2 separate regions of the Mus musculus genome follow, and region 2 is linked to region 1. A link is a contact called in public promoter capture Hi-C data. All regions are on one chromosome and are shown on one strand. The core of a region is the stretch at or near the end of the contact, and the rest is flanking DNA. Distances in the headings are between cores, read along the strand shown.

The links. Promoter capture Hi-C pulls out the DNA fragments that hold promoters and counts their contacts.
Region 2: a promoter capture Hi-C map of stem cell-derived epiblast-like cells shows a contact between it and region 1, with 6 times the contacts expected there. The contact joins the promoter of D930028M14Rik here to the promoter of Cxcl17 in region 1. A contact is called at or near these places in 11 of 39 promoter capture datasets (the 3T3-L1 cell line, the C10 cell line, the HPC-7 cell line and 6 more), 2 of 115 datasets of contacts at active chromatin or transcription factors (embryonic stem cells and pancreatic cancer cells) and 1 of 9 other capture datasets (embryonic stem cells).

Annotation. Positions count from the first base shown.
Region 1 is chr7:25,410,614-25,415,188 of GRCm38.p6, reverse strand. Cxcl17 (chemokine (C-X-C motif) ligand 17) reads left to right here and starts at 2,303. Exons shown (of 4, transcript NM_153576.2): 1 at 2,303-2,487. The coding sequence starts at 2,409. All of the region lies in intron 3 of 4732471J01Rik (RIKEN cDNA 4732471J01 gene), which reads right to left.
Region 2 is chr7:25,149,183-25,153,929 of GRCm38.p6, reverse strand. It overlaps D930028M14Rik (RIKEN cDNA D930028M14 gene), which reads right to left and starts at 1,473. Exons shown (of 3, transcript NR_045847.1): 1 at 1,304-1,473. It also overlaps a transcript of Pou2f2 not described here.

The DNA.
Region 1 (4,575 bases), core at 1,054-3,553:
ACCCACAGTCAAACATTAGACAGACCTTGGGGAGTCTTGTGGAAGATTTGGGGGAAGGATTGAGGGACCTGAAGGGTCTAGGAAGACCAACAGAGTCAACTAACCTGGGCCCTTGGAGGTTCCTAGAGACTGAAGCACCAACCAAAGAACAAGCATAGGTTGGACGTAGGCCCCCAGCACATACGTAGTAGATGTGCAGTTTGGTCTGTATGCAAGCCCTCCCCCAATAACTGAAGTGGGGGCTGACCCTGAATCTGTTGCCTGCCTGTGGATCTCACTCCCTTAACTGAACTATCTTGTCTGGTCTCAGTGGGAAAGGATGAGCCTAGTCCTGCAGTGACTTGATGTGCCAGGGTGAGGTGATACCCAGGAGAATCCTCCCCCTTCTCAGAGGAGAAGGGAAAGGGAGAGTGGGGGGAAGGGGCTGTGTGAGGGGGTCCTGGAGGATAGGGCTGCAATAAGATATAAAGTAAATAAATTAATAAATAATGAAAATTTTGTTTATCAATTCACTTCTTTTGAAGGAATAATTCATATATCCTCTCATTCCTGGAGGCTTCTAGAAAAGACTTCCTTATTCATTGTCCCTTTGGCTCCAACAAATGTCACCCAATATTTAAGTTCATCAATCCCTATTGCTTTGGCAGTCTTAAAGTCCCTCAAATAGACACCAAATTCAGTGCTGATGTTCCAAGATTGTTATAATTTAGATCTTCAGTGCTTCCCAAAGGCCCATGAGGTAAAGGCTGGGTAGCCAGTCTGTGGGAGATCAGAAGAACCTTTAGGAGACAGAGTTCAGTAGAAAACAGTTATGTCATGGTGGCGTATACACCCTTAAATGAACTATTAGGTTTATGGTTCTTGCTATCTTCTTTGCTTCCTAGATGCGAGAAGTGAGCAGTTTCCTCCACTATGCACTCTCTCCATGATGTATCTCAGCACAGGCTCAAAAATGACAGGGCAGACAGGCCATGAAATAACACCTCTAAGAGTGCAAGTTTCAGAAATAAACGCTCCCCTCCCTCGTGAGCTGGCTGGCACAATCGTCTTTAATGTTGACTGTGGGCATTATCAGCTTTCTCCTTTTGCCTTGAACCAAGAACTCCACCAACCTGGACCAACACAGTTCAAGAATCCCTTTTTGCCTATAGTTCATATATTCCTGGACCTGAAGCTCTGGTGATCTTACACACACATACACACACACACACACACACACACACACACACACACACACCGTGTCCTGTAAATTGGAGCAACTAAACCATAGCCAACTTCCTGATGAACAAGAGGAGGCTTTGTTTTCCCCACTGCTCCAGGAAAGAGTTTGGAGGCAAAGATAACTGACTCTGATTTTATTTGTGCATTGTTGCTGGTTTGTTTTTATTTGCTATTTATGGTGCTGAGAATCAAACCTGGAGCCTTGTGCATGCTAGTCAAGCATCTTATCTCTAAGCTACATCCCTAGCCCTTCGTTCTTCATTACAGTTATTTAAGGATGAGGGGAGTGTGCATGCACCAAATGACTATAGCAGTCAAAGGACAATGCACTGATTTCTCTACTTCCTGTGAACAGTGGGGATTGAAGTTAGATCATCAGCTCACTCGCCAGGCAGCCACTAGCCCTTCATTTTTGTTTTTCTTTCTTTGTTAAGAGAGAGAGAGAGAGAATTGAAGAGGAGAGGAAAGGAAGGGAGGGGAGGGGAGGGGAGGGGAGGGGAGGGGAGGGGAGGGGAGGGGAGGGGAGGGGAGGGGAGGGGAGGGGAGGGGAAACTCAAAGCCCTCTTCAGCCTCCAGTGCTGGCACACACCAGCACACCCAAAGTGAACGTCTTCTTAACTGAACTCTGCTTCCCTTGTGAGTGGCTAGGGAACTGGATGAATCTGTCAACAGTGCGAGGACAGGACAACTGTCCAGGCAGTAGCACTTCCATCTACTGTGCTGGCAATCACAAATGGGTGGAGAGAGGAAGCGCAGCTGTCAGCCTCTCTTTGTCAGCCTGCAGTGCCTCGGTTTTGCTCTAAACAGCCAAAAGGTACACGGAAATTCAAGTGAGAAAAAAGCTTAGAGAATGAAACCCCCCACAGTGGGGGAGGAGTCAAGCATACATACACACACACACACACACACACACACACACACACACATGCCAAGGTGTCAGTCATTTGTTCCTTTCTCTGGAGTGTGGTTTCTTTTGTTTGGCCAGTTTTACCTCCCACATTCCCGTAAAGACCTGGTCCAATCTGGTACTAAACTGACCAGCACCGCCTTCCTGCTCTTGATTTCCCAAGGGTGTTCTTGTGTAGGATTAAATTGTAGACACTACTCCACCTGAGCAGTTACAAGAAATCAGAAGCCTCTAACTGGTGACAATCCACACAGCCTTTAAGAACCAACAGACAGCCACAATGAAGCTTCTAGCCTCTCCCTTCCTTCTGTTGCTTCCAGTGATGCTCATGTCCATGGTCTTCAGCAGCCCGAACCCAGGTAAATACAATGAAATGATATTCTCTCTTCTCCTTCTCTCCCTCCCTTCCTCTTTATTTTGTCCGTCCTCCTCCCTTCTATTTTTCTCTCCCTTGAGACAGGCTCTTGATATGTAGTCAGGCTGACCGAAAACTTGGACTCTTCCGACCACAGTATCCTGGGTCCCAGTATTATAGGTGTGCCACCATGCCTGGCTCAAGATTAATTTCTACTTCACCAGAACCATGTGCACACCAAAGATTAATTTGATTTTGTGGGGAAGAAATGGGGTAGAAAACATGGCAAACCCAACAACAAGTGCATTAAAATACTCTTTTAGCAACAAGTTGGGGTAATTAAGTTAGTCTTTCTCAGTACCAGAATCCTCATTAGCAAAAAGAAAGGACCCTCTTTATCCCAAAGGACTCTGTAAACTTTAAGGCACATTCCCAACATGTCTGCAACTGTAGCTGGCAGCATACACACAAGTGTACACACAGCCCAGCCAAGATCCACTTCCCAGACCTTCCCAACCTCTCCTGGAAAAGTCACAGATTTTCTCAGGGCTCAACTGGGGGTGGGAGGCTTGTGGTGGAAGGCAAAGAAATGAGGAGTCCTATAACTTTAGAGTATGCCAAGTAAGCTCGTGATGATACAAACCAGGTCAGTCCTATTAGCAGGCAGTAGTCATGCAGACATTTTAGTCATCCCGGGCTTGGTTGAATGGTCTGTCCCTTTTGAAGCAGACTCGGTAGAGGTTCTGAATCTGTTCTAGTCTTCACCACAGCCAGTGTTTCCCAGCTCTTCACAGAGCCACCACACAGAAGCAAGATCATCTCTATCCATGTACCTTTCTCCTGTGGGTGAGGTACTCTGTGGCATACTCAGCATCATGTGATCCTAAATCCAGGATCACCTGCCTCTGGCAATGTCCAACTTCTTTCCTTTGTAGGGAAAGTTCTCTGAGTTCTTCAGTCCTGGGGCCCATAGTGGCCACTCTGGAAGGGAAGGCTTCTCTATCACTATATGGGCACCAGGGCTAGAGTCCTCCCCATGAACTCAAAGCTCTAGTCACAACACACCTTTCCAGTCCACTTTCTTTCATTCACAAAGATGCACTTATGCTCCAACCATACTAGGCTGCTGATCCCCAACAGGTCCTGTGTTTTCAAACCAGCTCAACTTTACTCACACATCTAATTCAAAGGCTAACACCTTTCCACTCCTCTGCTCTCCACGCTGACTATGCACAGCTCAGTCAGGACTCTTTGTACATCATGGTCTGTCTCACACTGGGGGCACCTCTTCTACCTCTCCTGCCCTGCAGACTGTAACCTTAACCACCTTGGGGGTACAAACTGATGCATTGTTCCCATAATCTTCACACTATCCCACATAACAATCAATATTAGCTAAGGGCTCAGGTTTCTAAGTTCAAAATGATTCACTTCTATGACTCATATGCCAAGGTATGATAGTGTTGGTTTTTTCTTGTTGTTGCTAGTGTGTGTGTATGGGGGAGGGGGGTGCCCATGCATGCTAACCAAGCAGTGTGTCACTGAATTACAGCCATGCCTCTATTTTTTGTTTGTTTGTTTTTCTGAGAAAATCTTTGACTTTTCCAGGAGAGGTTGGGAAGGTCTGGGAAGTGGATCTTGGCTGGGCTGTGTGTACACTTGTGTGTATGTTGCCAGCTACACTTGCAGACACACAAGGTCTTTCTGTGTAGCCCTGGCTGTCCTGGAACTTGCTCTGTAGACCAGGTTGGCACTGAATTCAGATGTATCCACCTGCTTCTGCCTCCCGAGTGCTGGGACTGAAGGTGTGCACGGCCACCATGCCCACCTGCCTGCCCCTATTTTGGTTGATGCATGACCTTTATTATTTCCCAGACTTCCCTGAACTTGTGATCTTCTTGCTTCCACCTCCCAAATAGCTGGGATTACAGGACCAAGTTTACTACTTCAGTGTGGTGGTGAACAATGCTTTGCTGTGTGGGCCTCTATCCACTAATCACCAATAGTAAATAAACCTCCAGTTAAGAAAGCTAAAAAATCACTGATAAGTGGATTTTAGCCCAGAAACTTAGGATACCCAAGATATAAGATA
Region 2 (4,747 bases), core at 224-2,723, 260 kb after region 1:
CGGAGGTCGCTTGGTGGAGTTGAGGTAGTGTCCACCAAAGCAGAGGGTGCTGAAGAACAGAGGCGCACCCCACCCAAGGTGGGAGAAGGAAGGGAGGGAGACTGAGCCCATCCTGGCAGGGCTCTGGGGCCTCTGGCAGGGGAAGAAAGAAGGCAGACTGGCCCTTATATTCTATGTGGAGATGATGTAGCCATAAACCACACTAGCCAGTGTCTCGGTGGCAGCCTCTGTTGCTCCACCCCCTCCCCCACTCAGACTCAGGGATGTGACCTCTGCCCCCTTCACGTACACTGAGTCACCGTGACACACACTGGGACACACCCAGAGCCTCCATCCCACTGATGAGAGAGCACTTGACCATCAGCACACAGGGTCATCTGGAGCAGGTAGACACAGAGTGAACCCACCGGAGTCTCTACCACTCATATAGAGCCTTCGATGCACATAGAGAGGACCAAACAGGCTCTGAAGCCCAAGGACAGCCCCCCACCCCACCCCCCCGCACGACACAGACACAGGGACACATACAGACTCACTCCAAAACACCCACACTCAGACACACTCCACCAGAGGCGTGGACATGTCACCACAATCCGGTTCACTAGGGACACTTAGCCACCACCCTTCCTAGGGACAGAGAGAGTATCATCTTGAGATTCATCCACATCCCCGCAAGGGCCACACGGGCATTTGAGGACACCCAGTAATCATGGAGACACCATGGCCATATATGCACAAGCCCCAGCATCCCCAGGACAACCCCCACAGGCTCATAGTCACACACAGACATGGCTCGAGGGTCAGGGCGGTCAGGAGACAATTCTGGAGTCCCCTAACACAGCTTAAGGACCTGTGTACACCTTCCATGGGTGGCATCCATTCGGACTCCACAGCCCCTTGGTTGAGACATCCTGTCTACCTCCCTAAGAAAGCCCACCCACACCCCAGCTCATTCAACCCAGGCTCTGGGGTGAGGCCAAGGTCCTGAAGGTAGACACCAGGCTTGCCCAGGGTGCCCCCTCTTGCTTCTGTCCATTCGCCCTTCCAAATCCAGTATCCAGGCCTTTCTTCCCTTCTCCCACAGGCTCAGAACAGCATTTCCCCATCCCCCTGCCTAGCCAGGAACCCTGCCCACCACCCAAGGCTTCATCCCTCACCCTCAGCTACCCTCAAAGGGCCCCATCCCTCTGAGGGGGGTGCTCCCTTTCCTCCTAAACAGCTGTTCCTCAGTTTACCCAGCCACCTCGCCTGCAGATGTGAGCCCCCCACACCCATCTGCTTCCCTGCCCACCCCCATACTCACCCCCTCTCCTGGCTCTCCAAGCTCTCAGCCCCCCTAAACTCTCCTGCAGTAGGGGAGTATGGGGTGATGGCTGGCCCCCCCCAGAGGTAGGGGTAAGGGGTACATGGGGTGGGGGCTTGGGTGCGGCTCCGGGAAAGAAAGGAAGAGAAGCAAGGGAGAGAGAGGCAGAGGCAGGCAGCCAGCCAGCCGGCTTTATATCCCTGCTGTATTGATCCACCATGTCACAGCCTGGTCGGTCGATAGCGGCGAGAAAGAGAGAGAGAAGGGAGGGGAGGTTTGGGGGAGGGCAGCTGGGACCCCTTAGTCCTGGGTACATCTAGGGTCTCCTGGACAAGCTGTGGAAGCATATTTGAGCCCCCCCCCAGAAAAGGGGTATGCCCTGCCCCCCACTTCCTTTTGGCTGCGGCCCTTATTCTCTCCAAGAGCCCCCTCAGCCTTGGCAGGAGAGCGTAGCCCCCCCAGGCTTTGAACATTTCTTTTTTGTTTCTCCAGTGGCTTTTTATTCCATAGTCAGGATGGCTGCCAGCCATGGCTCCTCTTTGCCAGCTACTGTCAGGCTGGGCAGGTGTCATGTGTGGGCAGTCCAGGCTGTGGGTCCACCTTTGCTATGTGGCAGTGAGCGGGAGAGAACCCTCTCTGAAGGTCTCTTTCCAGGTACTGGGGTGGGGGTAGGTTACCCTGTCCTTTCCAGTTGACTCTCACCACAGACCCAGGCCAGAGACAGCATGCTAAGGTCTTTTGGTCCCTCAACCTCCGTGGCTGGCCTGGAATACAGAGATCAACCCCTCTAGCCCCTCAGCCTCCCCCCCCCCCTTCTTCCAGCAGCCTTCTGTTACCTGCCCCCTCCATGGGCCAGCCCTGACCCGGAAGAGAAAGGACTGGGAGAGAGGGGCTCTTTCCCTTGCTAGGCTAAGAAGCTGAAGGTCAAAGTGGGGCAACATTCTCCCTGTGACTTTGTTGCCCCTTCTTTGGGCCTCAGTTTCCCCCTCAACCCCAACCGAATCCTGCCTCAGCTCTGAGATCCAGAGGGATTGTTGCAGATGGGAGGCGGGGCTGACGGGAGGGGAAAAGCAAGAACCGGGAGGGAGGGTGCCTGAGGGAGGGTGCCTGCTGTCCCTCCCCAAGTCAAAATAGTGGGTCCCAGGTGCTTCCCTGCCAGCCCCCAACTCCCTGGGGCTCCCATTCTTTGTCTTCGAAGACCCGTCCTCCCCTCCCAGCCTGGAGAGGTTGAGGAATCACCTTAGCCTTGACCCGAGAGGGCGGGCAGAGGAGGGGCAGGCAGCCCTCACCCTGCCTCCTGCCCATGGCCATCCACAGCCCCTCTCTGGCTTCCCTCTGACTACCAGGCAGCCCCCTCCCACCCCCAGCGATGGTCTGCTGTTCCCTTTGTTAGGAAGGGGGAGGGGAAAGAGATGAGCTGAGGGGCCGTGGCCTGACCCTCGACCTCTCCCCCTGCCTCCTCCCATCTGAGTCCTCAGGGGCTCAGAGCCCCCTTGACGGACAGTTCTGACCATCAGCCAAATGGCTCCATGAGGAAGCAAGGGGCCAGGTAGGGGGGAGAGGAAGAGGGTCTGCCCAGGGCTGCGAGCCCACCATAGTGTGGGTGTGGGGGGCACTCCTAAGTCAGAAGGAAGACCTTAAGGGTGATAGGAGAGGAGGATGAGAGTCTGGACGTGGGGCCAGACTCTGGGGGAGCTTGATTGAACCAGGGCTAGGACTGTGAAGTTAAAGTGAGGGTTCATCCCATAGACAGCAGCCCTAGAAGCCAATGGGTAGGGCCCCGCCTGGGCAGATGCCCCCACCCCACCCCCACCCAGCCTGCAGCCTCAGGAGCACAGTGAGTTTAAAAAAAAAAAAAATTAAAAGGAAAAAAAAAACAGGAGCAGGAGAAGCTGGGGGAAAAATATATAAGAAAAAATATAATAAGAACTAAGCGGTGGCTGCAGGAGAGAGAAAGGGCAGGAGGCGGGGAGGGGGGCGCAGGGGGGAGGGCGGCTGGGGCCCTGGTCGCTGCGGAGGCCCGGCCGCCGGCCTCTAAGCTGAGCCCTCCGCGTCCCCCCTGCCGGCCCCCTCCAGCCCCGATCGATCCAGTTTCTTGGCAATAAAGCATTTTTATTGTCAGCTGCCCTGAATGGCAAATGTGAGCCTGGTCCTGCTCCCCCCCAACCCTGCTTCCTCACCACCCCTCCCCCAACCTGCCTTCACCCCCTCTGCTACTATCCCCTCACCAAAGAACCAGCATCATCCATCACCAAGACCCCCTCCTCTTCCTCATCCATGTCAGCAGGGCCCTAGCAGGTCCTCAACAGCACACCAAGCCTTCCCGTCCCCACCTAGGCTCCTGCTCCCCTCCCTAACCCCAAACCCACTGGGGAGCAGAAACTGGCTAGTGGTCTTAGGAGGAGGCAGCGGCAGGGCAGGAGGGGGTTGGCAACCGCAGATGCAGGCTACAGTGAGGGAGCTGCTGACCGACCGAAGTCAGGAGAACACCAGAGAACGGGGACGAGATAACAGGTGGGTGGCAGCGGCCCGGGGACCTGAGGGGCCAGGTATCTCACTCCTCGACCCTCTGCATACCTCCGAGGTCCTGCCTCTGCCCCTGCTCCACTGAACAAGGCCTCTTCTTCTGGGAAGCAGGTGGGTTAAGAGAGAAAGGCGAGGCAGGAAGTTGGCACAGCTTCCCCACGTGTGCAGCAGGTCTATCCAGGACCAGGCACAACGCTACACCCCTTCAAAGGATTGCTGGTGTGAAGGGGCCAGGAGGAGCGTGTTGGGCAAGCAGTTTACAAAAGATCCCAGCCCCGTGTCAAGTGGGTGGCACGCTCCCTCCCCACCCTCCTCCTTTCCTCGCTTTGTCTGTCCTCCCTCTGCCCCTCTATCTGTCCGTCTGACTCCGACTCTCCTTTATTGCAGCCTCTTCCCCCAGGGATTTAAAGACTCACACACCCCTCTGTTCTATCTTCTGACTCCCCCCACCCACACACACCCCTGTTCCAGCTTCTGACTCCCCCACCCCAGTTCTTTTTTCTCTAAGTTCTGCTTTTCTCCGACTTTCCCCTCTGTCCTTGCATTCTTGGCTCACCCCACTTTTCTTTCTCCTCAGCGCCCCCCCCCCCCCAACAATCAGGATGAATGAAGACCTGAAGCTTCAGAACTTTAGTCAGAAGAGAGGATGGGTCATGGTCACCCCTCCCCCACCAAAAAACAAAAAAAACAAAAAACAAAAACCTTTCCTCTCTTATTCTCTGAGAACTCCAAGGCAGAGGACAAGCCATAGTCCCAAGGGACATGTCCCTGTGTCTACCACAGATTCGAAGAGGGGCTTTTCTCAGCTCCATTCTTTCCTTTCAGCCTTGGTCCCCTCCTCTCTGCCCCCCAAAAATGGTGCAGATGGTTGTGTACACACGTACATACCTGGAAGGTAGATGCAGGAGAATCAGAAGT